Linked DNA regions of Neogale vison: region 1 is linked to region 2. Evidence: chromatin contacts called from public Hi-C data. All regions are on one chromosome and are shown on one strand. Each heading gives the region's core, a stretch centred on a gene start, on an enhancer-like site or on the middle of the called end of the contact. The rest is flanking DNA. Distances are from core to core; before and after follow the strand shown.

What was found. Hi-C and Micro-C count contacts between places; a contact is called where the count stands out from the background.
Region 1: a Hi-C map of muscle shows a contact between it and region 2, with 5 times the contacts expected there. The contact joins the promoter of AAK1 here to the promoter of NFU1 in region 2. A contact is called at or near these places in 2 of 3 Hi-C or Micro-C datasets (fibroblasts and muscle).

What each region holds. Positions count from the first base shown.
Region 1 is chr8:90,974,075-90,978,003 of ASM_NN_V1, reverse strand. It overlaps AAK1 (AP2-associated protein kinase 1), which reads left to right and starts at 1,500. Exons shown (of 17, transcript XM_044261296.1): 1 at 1,500-1,662; 2 at 1,951-2,348. The coding sequence starts at 2,186.
Region 2 is chr8:90,786,092-90,790,091 of ASM_NN_V1, reverse strand. NFU1 (NFU1 iron-sulfur cluster scaffold homolog, mitochondrial) reads left to right here and starts at 1,706. Exons shown (of 8, transcript XM_044261291.1): 1 at 1,706-1,790. The coding sequence starts at 1,729. It overlaps LOC122914952 (a long non-coding RNA gene), which reads right to left and starts at 1,494. Exons shown (of 2, transcript XR_006385978.1): 1 at 800-1,494.

The DNA of each region.
Region 1 (3,929 bases), core at 251-2,750, 190 kb before region 2:
GGGTGGGGGAAGGGAAGGGGAGGAGGAGGAAAGGAGAAGGAAGAGAGGAGGACGGAAAAGAGGAAGGAGAAGCAGCAGTCTCCGCTCAGTTCAACATTCAGATTAGAGAAGGCAAGAACCATTTTTTTTTTCCCCTGGAGTACCTCTCCGTCCTCTCCTCAAATGCCTATTGAAAAAGTTCTGGGATGAATTACAAGCCAAGAGTGCTGTCGCAGAATTAGGCAGAGCGGGTGGAAGTGAGAAATAACCTATATTCGGGTGGTTAGAAAAATCATGGATTTTTTGGGAAGCGGGGGCAGGGATTTGGAACTACTTTCAGCATCATCCATTAGGAAATCTAGGGAAGGAGAAGGGTACTAACCGGCTTTCCAAATCTTCTAAATTTGGCAGATGAAAATCACGTTGTCCACCTAGTGGACTTGGGCACTCAGGCGATATCTGTATGTTAAGTATCAAGGAGGAAATCTTGAAGTGAAAAAGAAATAAAGAAGATCAGCCTTGGGTTCTTGTGTGAGGGAAGATCTGTGAAGGTCAGGCCCATCCATAGCATCAGCAAAGGTGGAAGAATTTAGCGTCACTGTCAGCAGCCCAGTCCCGAAGTTTGGGATCAGAGCCAGCGATTTGGATCTGCTGGTACCCTAGAATTTGCCCTGCACACATCCCCTTAAGTTTCTCGGTTTGAGTCTCGCCTGTCAATTCTCAGACGAAACACTGTCTTGTTAAGCTTTCTCACAGCGCCTAGCTCAGAGCTGACCGCTGAGCAGTTCTCATTAACAAGTGGAGCAAAAACAGCTTTTGAGGTTGCGGGCAGAAGGGCACAGATTTCACTTCGGGTTGGCGTTCGGGTGTGGCCTTGTACCAACTGCCAGTGAAATTCTCCCGATCACCCCGTCTTCCACTTTCTGCCCAGGTGACGTCGGTAAGCTCCGCAGGACAGGCTAGGGGCTAAGAGGTTAAGCCGCGTCCTTCAGGTGTCAGCCTCGATCCTTTTGGAAACAACAACCCCCAGAATCCCTTGTGCAGGGAGGTCAAGCCGCAAATAAGATGGCCTCAAAAGGGTGGAACATGCAGCAGTTTCCGAGTCCCTGGCAGTCTCTTTACCGGATGTGTTTAAATAACCGAATCCCCACAAATGCACCACCCCACTAACCACCTTAGAGGCCAAGGAGGCCACCGCAGCCACCTCGCTCGCTCATTCAGGGGCATCCTGGGAGTTGTAGTCCAGCCGCTGGGTTTCGCCGAACTACCTTTCCCATGGTGCCATGCGGGCCGGGCGATAAGAGTTCTTTTCCAAAACTCTTTCCACACTGAGACACCCCCCTCCCGGGTCCCCTTCTCTCCAACGACTCCTTTTCGTCTGTCGCGACTGAGCGGCAGCAACAGGAGGGCTTCGGCCCGTCGCCGCGCCGTCCCGAGAGGCACTTCCGGCGGCGGTTCACTTCCTGGTTGGGTGGATGGAGCCGGGCGGGAGCGCGCGCGGGGGAGGGGCGGCGGGTCAGTCTCCGCTGGGCGCTCTGGGGATCAGCTGGCGGGCGGGCGGGCGCCGAACGCTGCCCCGGCTTTCGCTGCAGCGCCGCCTCTTCTCCGCGTCGCAGGCCGGCCCGGCGGCCGTGACAATGTTGCAGGGCTGGTAGCTGGGAGCCAGCCGCCGAGCCGTCTCAAGTGGGTGCCGCGGGGATGCTGCCTTTTGGGGCGGCGGGGAGACCCGGGAGGAGGGGGAGGCAGTGCCCGGCTCGGTCGGCGCTGGCCGTGGCGGCCGAATCCTTCCTTTTTCCGAGCCGCGGGCACAGGGGTCCCGGGCTCTGCCGGGTTTTCAGCCCCAGGGTTTTTCTTGCTAGGTAAATGCACGGAGCGTTTCCCCGGGATGATGGCTTTCGCTCTCTCTAGGACTCAGCGGTTGAATTCGTAAGTGTGTTACTGATTCATCCTCTCTCTCTTCTGTCATCACAGGTTTAAACTTACACGAATCGCTCTCTTGAGGAGGAGGGGACCGCGGCGCGATTGACACGCATATTCCTATAGGCATCCTCCCTCAGCCCCCACCCCCACGGCCGGATTCGGGTGGCTCCTCTCCGAGCTGAAATCTGAGAAGAAATCCTTGGATCTCTTGTTTTCTTTAAAAAAAAAAAAAAAAAAAAAATCCAGAAACCGTCGGTATTTTGCTTTACTGCTTCCTATTCGCAAGATGAAGAAGTTTTTCGACTCCCGGCGAGAGCAGGGCGGCTCTGGCCTGGGCTCCGGCTCCAGCGGAGGTGGGGGCAGCACCTCGGGCCTGGGCAGTGGCTACATCGGAAGGGTCTTTGGCATTGGGCGACAGCAGGTCACTGTGGACGAGGTGTTGGCGGAAGGTATGGTGGGACTCTTTCAGTGTGCCATGAATTAAAATCTTATGCTGATGCAGCAAGACTGGTTTCTAGTTGTTCAGTGTATGAATGGGTTTTGACCAATTGACCCTCCCTTCCCCCTCTCCTTGCTCAGTGAATCATTGTCCTTGAGAAATTTAAAACTGAGATTTGGAAGTGACAGGCTTGTGGGGTGGAAGAACGTTGCTGGAAATTGTTTACCTCGGTGGCCTTTCATTTTATTTCTTTAAAAATTGGCAAGCCAATTCTTGTCTGCCTCACTGAATTATAAGGATCAGATGAGAAAACGTATGTGTGGAAGTGTAAAGCTTCATATCAAATGAGGGTGCTGGGCTTGTCATCTTTCTTAAACTTGAAATTGTGATGTGAGGGCTGAAGGGTGGAGGTGGAGTAGCTTTAAGAAGAGAGAGGGGTTTCTCCTTCTACCCAACTTTCCCACTCCCAGGAGCAGGCATTGGAGGAAGAGAGGATTTTCAGAGAATGGGAATATGTTTTTCTAAGAGCCAAGGCTCTTGGTGGATTTGACTAGTTTTGTTTCCTGACCGAACTATAATCAGGTCCCCAGGATGTAGCCAAGATAACAGAAATTACACGAGATGAATGTGGTTATTTTGAAACCGGTCTACTAGGCCCCTCTGCCTCCTGTTTTAGTTTTTATTTTTATTTTTTAGCCGAAAGAATTACTTGAGAGTGGCATCTGATTTTTGTTTTTCCTCAATTGTAAAAGATATTATTTAGATCTGCTGTGTAAATTCTCTCCATGTGTGTTCATTTGTGTATCTATAGATATGTAAATATATATTTTTATCCCCCAGGCTTTCTGGAAATCTTTGCATGTATCTTTTGGTAACCTTAACCTCGACCTTCATAATTATGCCAGACTCCTTACTTTTCACAGCCCATTGCCTGCCTTGTGTGCTTTTATTTTTAATAAAAGCAGCAGTTTCCTAGGGATGAAGCTATTCAAACTAATTGGATGGGGCCAACCTACTGTAGGTTGTGTTATTGCTGAGAGGGGATGGGGGCGGGGAAGGGAGAGGCTTCTGTTAGGTCAGCATGGTGGTTTTGGGGTGGACAGTTTATAAACTGGAGAAGGAGCCTTTTTGCAAGCTCAGGTTGAAGCAAAGGTCCTAACCTGGGCCTGGGAGATGCCTGTCATGGTGATTGTTGCAGGCATGTGGGTTGAGATGAAGCAGCAGCTGTGTTTGGCTCTCAGCTTGTCCAAGTACTGGGTTCAACTTGGGCCCATTTTTCTGGGGTTAGGGTGAAAGCCTTTACTTTAAAAACGCTTAACAAAAAAAAGATCTGACAATTAATGTCCTTGTGAAATTCTTGCTGTTTTCCATTCTCAGCACTGCTCTAGCTGGACTTAATCCGGGGCCTGAGTCACTGTCCCTCTGGATCTTTCCTTGTGGGCTTTGGTGCAGGATGGGAGATGATTCTGTGCCCGCTGCCAGATCTGCACCCTTGAGTCTGATCTGTGTCTTTCATCCCTGTGCCAAAGCCCTTAACTGCAGTGGGATGGAGAAATGGAGAAGTACGTGAGAAAGAAATCAGGAGGAATGA
Region 2 (4,000 bases), core at 457-2,956:
CAATTCAAGGAAAAATGAGGGGAAGAGGAAAAAAAAAGAGGCTGGCAGGGGGAGAAGGTATTCCCCATAAGGGGAGCAATTTATGCAAAGGCCCTGAGGTCAGAAATAACTTGGGACATATTATTCTCAAAAATAATTTGAGAAGTGTGGTTTCAGGAATGAGAGGTGAAAAACTAAAGATTAGAAGTGTTAAGAGATTAAAACTCTGCGGCATCTGGGTGGCTCCACTGGTTGAGCAACTGCCTTCCACTGGGGTCATGATCCTATAGTCCCAGGGATCCAGGCCCACATCAGGCTCCATGCTCAGAGGGGAGTCTGCTTCTCCCTCTGACCTTCCCCCTCTCATCCTCTCTTCCTCTCTCAAGATTTTATTTATTTATTTGACAGAGAGAAATCACAAGTAGTCGGAGAGGCAGGCAGAGAGAGAGAGAGAGAGGGAAGGAGGCTCCCCGCCGAGCAGAGAGCCCGACGCGGGACTCGATCCCAGGACCCTGAGATCACGACCCCTCTCTTCCTCTCTCAAATAAACAAAATGTTAAAAAATAAACAAATAAAAGATTAAAACTCTTTTTATGCCATTTGGTTCTGTAGGGAAGAGCCTTCAGAATGTAAACTGTACTCCGGAGCCATGGCCTGCTCAGTGTCCAAGCCCACATTCTGCACAGGCCTGCAGCCCGCACCCAACCCCTTTAGACACTTCTCTGGGCCACAGAAACCACCAAGATTATATTGGGTGTGTCTTCAATCTGTCCAACAACAGGTGTGTTGTTTCTAGTCCAGAAACCAGTACTGTGCTTACCTTCTAGAGCAGTGGTTCTCACATTTTTCCTGCAGGTAGTATTAAAACGGATTATTAGGGTCTGTTCTTCTGCCCCTCACGCTGCTCGTGCTCGATCGCGCTCTCCTCTGAAATAAATAAAATCTTAAAAGCAAACAAAGGATGACTAGACCCCACCTTCAGAGACTGATTCAGTAAGTTTACGGCGGGGCCCGCTAATTTGCGTTTCCAATATGTCCCCATCTGCTGCTGCCCCCCAGTCCGAACCGCAGTCCTAGAGAAAGAGGAATATTCAAGAAAGGTTCTGGAAGAATGGTTTGTACTTCGTTCTGGAAACTAGTCCAATACTTATGCTTAGACAGCAAAGGGCAGCACCGCAGGTAAGTCCTCCCTGGGGGCTGGTCCAAGAGGACAGGGTCTATAAGCACAGCCTAACAGAAGGGTAAGATCCACCTCAGCCCCACGGGAGAAGGGCAGGCATCCTGCTGGCTAAAGGAGAGCCAAGGAGATGCTCCAGGGAGTCTTTGGAAGCAGCCACTGAGCTGGACCTGGAGAGCGAGCTAGGATCCTCCATGTGGCCCTGTGGCTGGTTTAGGGATGGGGAACAGCATTCCACCTGCCGGCCTTCGTCCCTGTAAGCACAGCACCCATCAAGAAGGAAAGGTGATGCAGCGCTCCGCGGGCGCGCCGAGTCCCGCGTGTCTTACCGAGGGCGCCTGCGCAAACGTCTCCGGGACTTCCCCCGCCCTGGTGCAGGCTTACTGCGCAGGTGGGCAAAGGTGCCCGGCGCCGGGCGCCTGCTTCTGCTCAACGTGAGCAGCGCCGCCAGCGGCCGGCAGGGTACACTCTCCGCGGAGCCCGTCCACCTCCCGGTCGGCCTGCGCCTGCGCGGGGCTTCCGCCGCTCGGCGAAGCGGGAGCGCTCACCCACGGCTGCGCACTCGGACAAAGATGGCAACTGCGGCCCGGCTACGCTGCGGAGCGGCGGTTGCTGCTGCGGGGCTGCGTAGGCGGTAGGTGACGAGCTACGAGCTCCGCACCGGGGTACCGCTGGGCTTAGCAGAGCGGTCAGCCCCCTCACATGCCCCGTTGGGGCGGGGAGAAGTGCCCCTTACCGAGCTTTTGGGTCCGCCCCCGTCCCTGCCATTGGGGTTTCGCCCTGCGGAGGGCGGCTCTCCTTGAACCGGCTCGGCGCTCCGAGTTCGGGCGGGATCTGCAAGCGCCTCGTGGGAGGCTCTGAAACCCGGCGCGGAGTCGGGTTTGCAGAGGCCTGCAAAGCCAGGCTGCAGACACCCCACGGGGGAGCTGCTTTTTAAAATCGTGTGGCCCCTCCAGTGTTTCCATCCCGTGCATTCCCTCTGCTTTTTAAACACAAATCAGAATGTCTGCAGAGTGGGAGTGGATACCTCATCTCATTTCCTCCTTTTCTCTGTAGGCCCAGAAAGGGGACGCGACGTGTATGAGGTTACACAACGTTTAAGTGATGGAACTCTGATAAGAATCCAGACCCCTAGATTTCCTCGCCATCCCCTAAACCCACTCTGTTCTCTTGTTTCCCCCTCTTCTGTGCAAGCTGCCTTTGAGTCTGGCCTCCCGGCACTGACATCTGTCAGTGTTGGTTAGGTGATAAGGAATGATGACTTAAATAGGTACTGTACCTCGATTTTGCTTCTGGAACAAAAGGACAAAAGGGCCTAACAAGGTTTCACCTAGTGAATATTAAGGAGTTTCAGTGCAAATGATGCCCTTGAAATGTAAATGCATTAAGTTTGCTGGAAGATTTTTTTTGTTAGTCACCTCCTGGCCCCCTCTGTTAGATTTGGATAGATGTCTTACTGGAATAATGCAACTCACCATCACTATTTTGTCACTTTAAACCCATCTCTGTACCATATTCATCCATTCTGGGGCTTCTTCCTTAGGCTGAAGGGAAGAGAATACTGGTCTCCAGTGTATTTCCATATTCCAGTGTAGTCGAGATTTAGGCAGTGAGCTATAGATAAAAATGTTTTCCCCCTAAACCTTAAACTTCATTCAGTAATTAATTAGTGGGCACCTATCACATAATATTACTAGTAGCTAACATTTATGAACTCTTGCTCTAAGTGCTTGGCACTGTTTTAAGCACTTTACATGGATTATCTGGGTCCCTCTTTGGCCCAGTCTTAAAGGTAGCTGTGAATATTCATTGTAAAGTGGAGTAACTGAGGCCATCCTTCTGGCTGCTGAGGGTCACAGAAATGCAGATGCTCCTTTTCCTTAGGTTTTTGGAGATAAAAGTAATCAGAGAAAGTTTTTAAGTGATCATATGTATTTAAAATTCTTCAGTGACTTATGTGAAATGAAAATTGTAATGATAGCAGTGTATTTTAAATTGGATTTTGGGGTGCTTGGGTGGCTCAGTTGGTTAAGCATCTGGCTCTTGATCTTTGCTCAGGATCCTGACTTCCAAGCCCCGCATTGAGCTTCATGTTGGGTGTGGAGCCTACTTAAAAAAAAAAAGAAAAGAAAAAAACAACCTGGATTTTAAAGTAGTTTGCATCAGGTTTCTAAAATTTTTCACTACTGAATTTTTTTTCCTTTCCCTTTCCCCTTCTCCCTTCATTTTTAATTTGTCAAAGCCATGACAAAATAGCCAATCACTACTTCTCTATTACAGTGAAATAACCAAACTTACAAACACTCTTAAGAGGTTTCCAGGCAAAAAGCATATATAGATTGTTGGCTTTTTTTTTTTTTTTTTTTTTTTTTTTTTTTTTTTTTTTAGCAATTTGGAGGGGAATAGTACACTTTCTGTTAGAGTTTTTGAAGTATTGAAATACCTTTCAAAACAGGAAGTATTGGGGTGCCTGGGTGGCTCAGTGGGTTAAGCCGCTGCCTTCGGCTCAGGTCAGGTCCTGGAATGGAGTCCCACATTGGGCTCCCTGTTTGGTGGAGAGCCTGCTTCTCCCTCTCTATCTGCCTACTTGTGCTCTCTCTCTCTCTCTGTCAAAAAATTTTTTTAAATAAAAAAATAAAAAAACAAAACCAAAACAGGTAGTATTGGTTCTCTCTTTCCTGGGAAACATGGTGGTGGAGACAGAAAAGGGAGGGAGACTGCGCAGTATTTGCTTTTGTTCCCTTTGAATTTTGAACTGTGTGACTCTGTTGCCTCGTTTTTTTAAATTTACAAAGGAAAAAAAAGCAAAAAAAAAAAAAACGGTAGTTCTTTGCATCCTTCCTG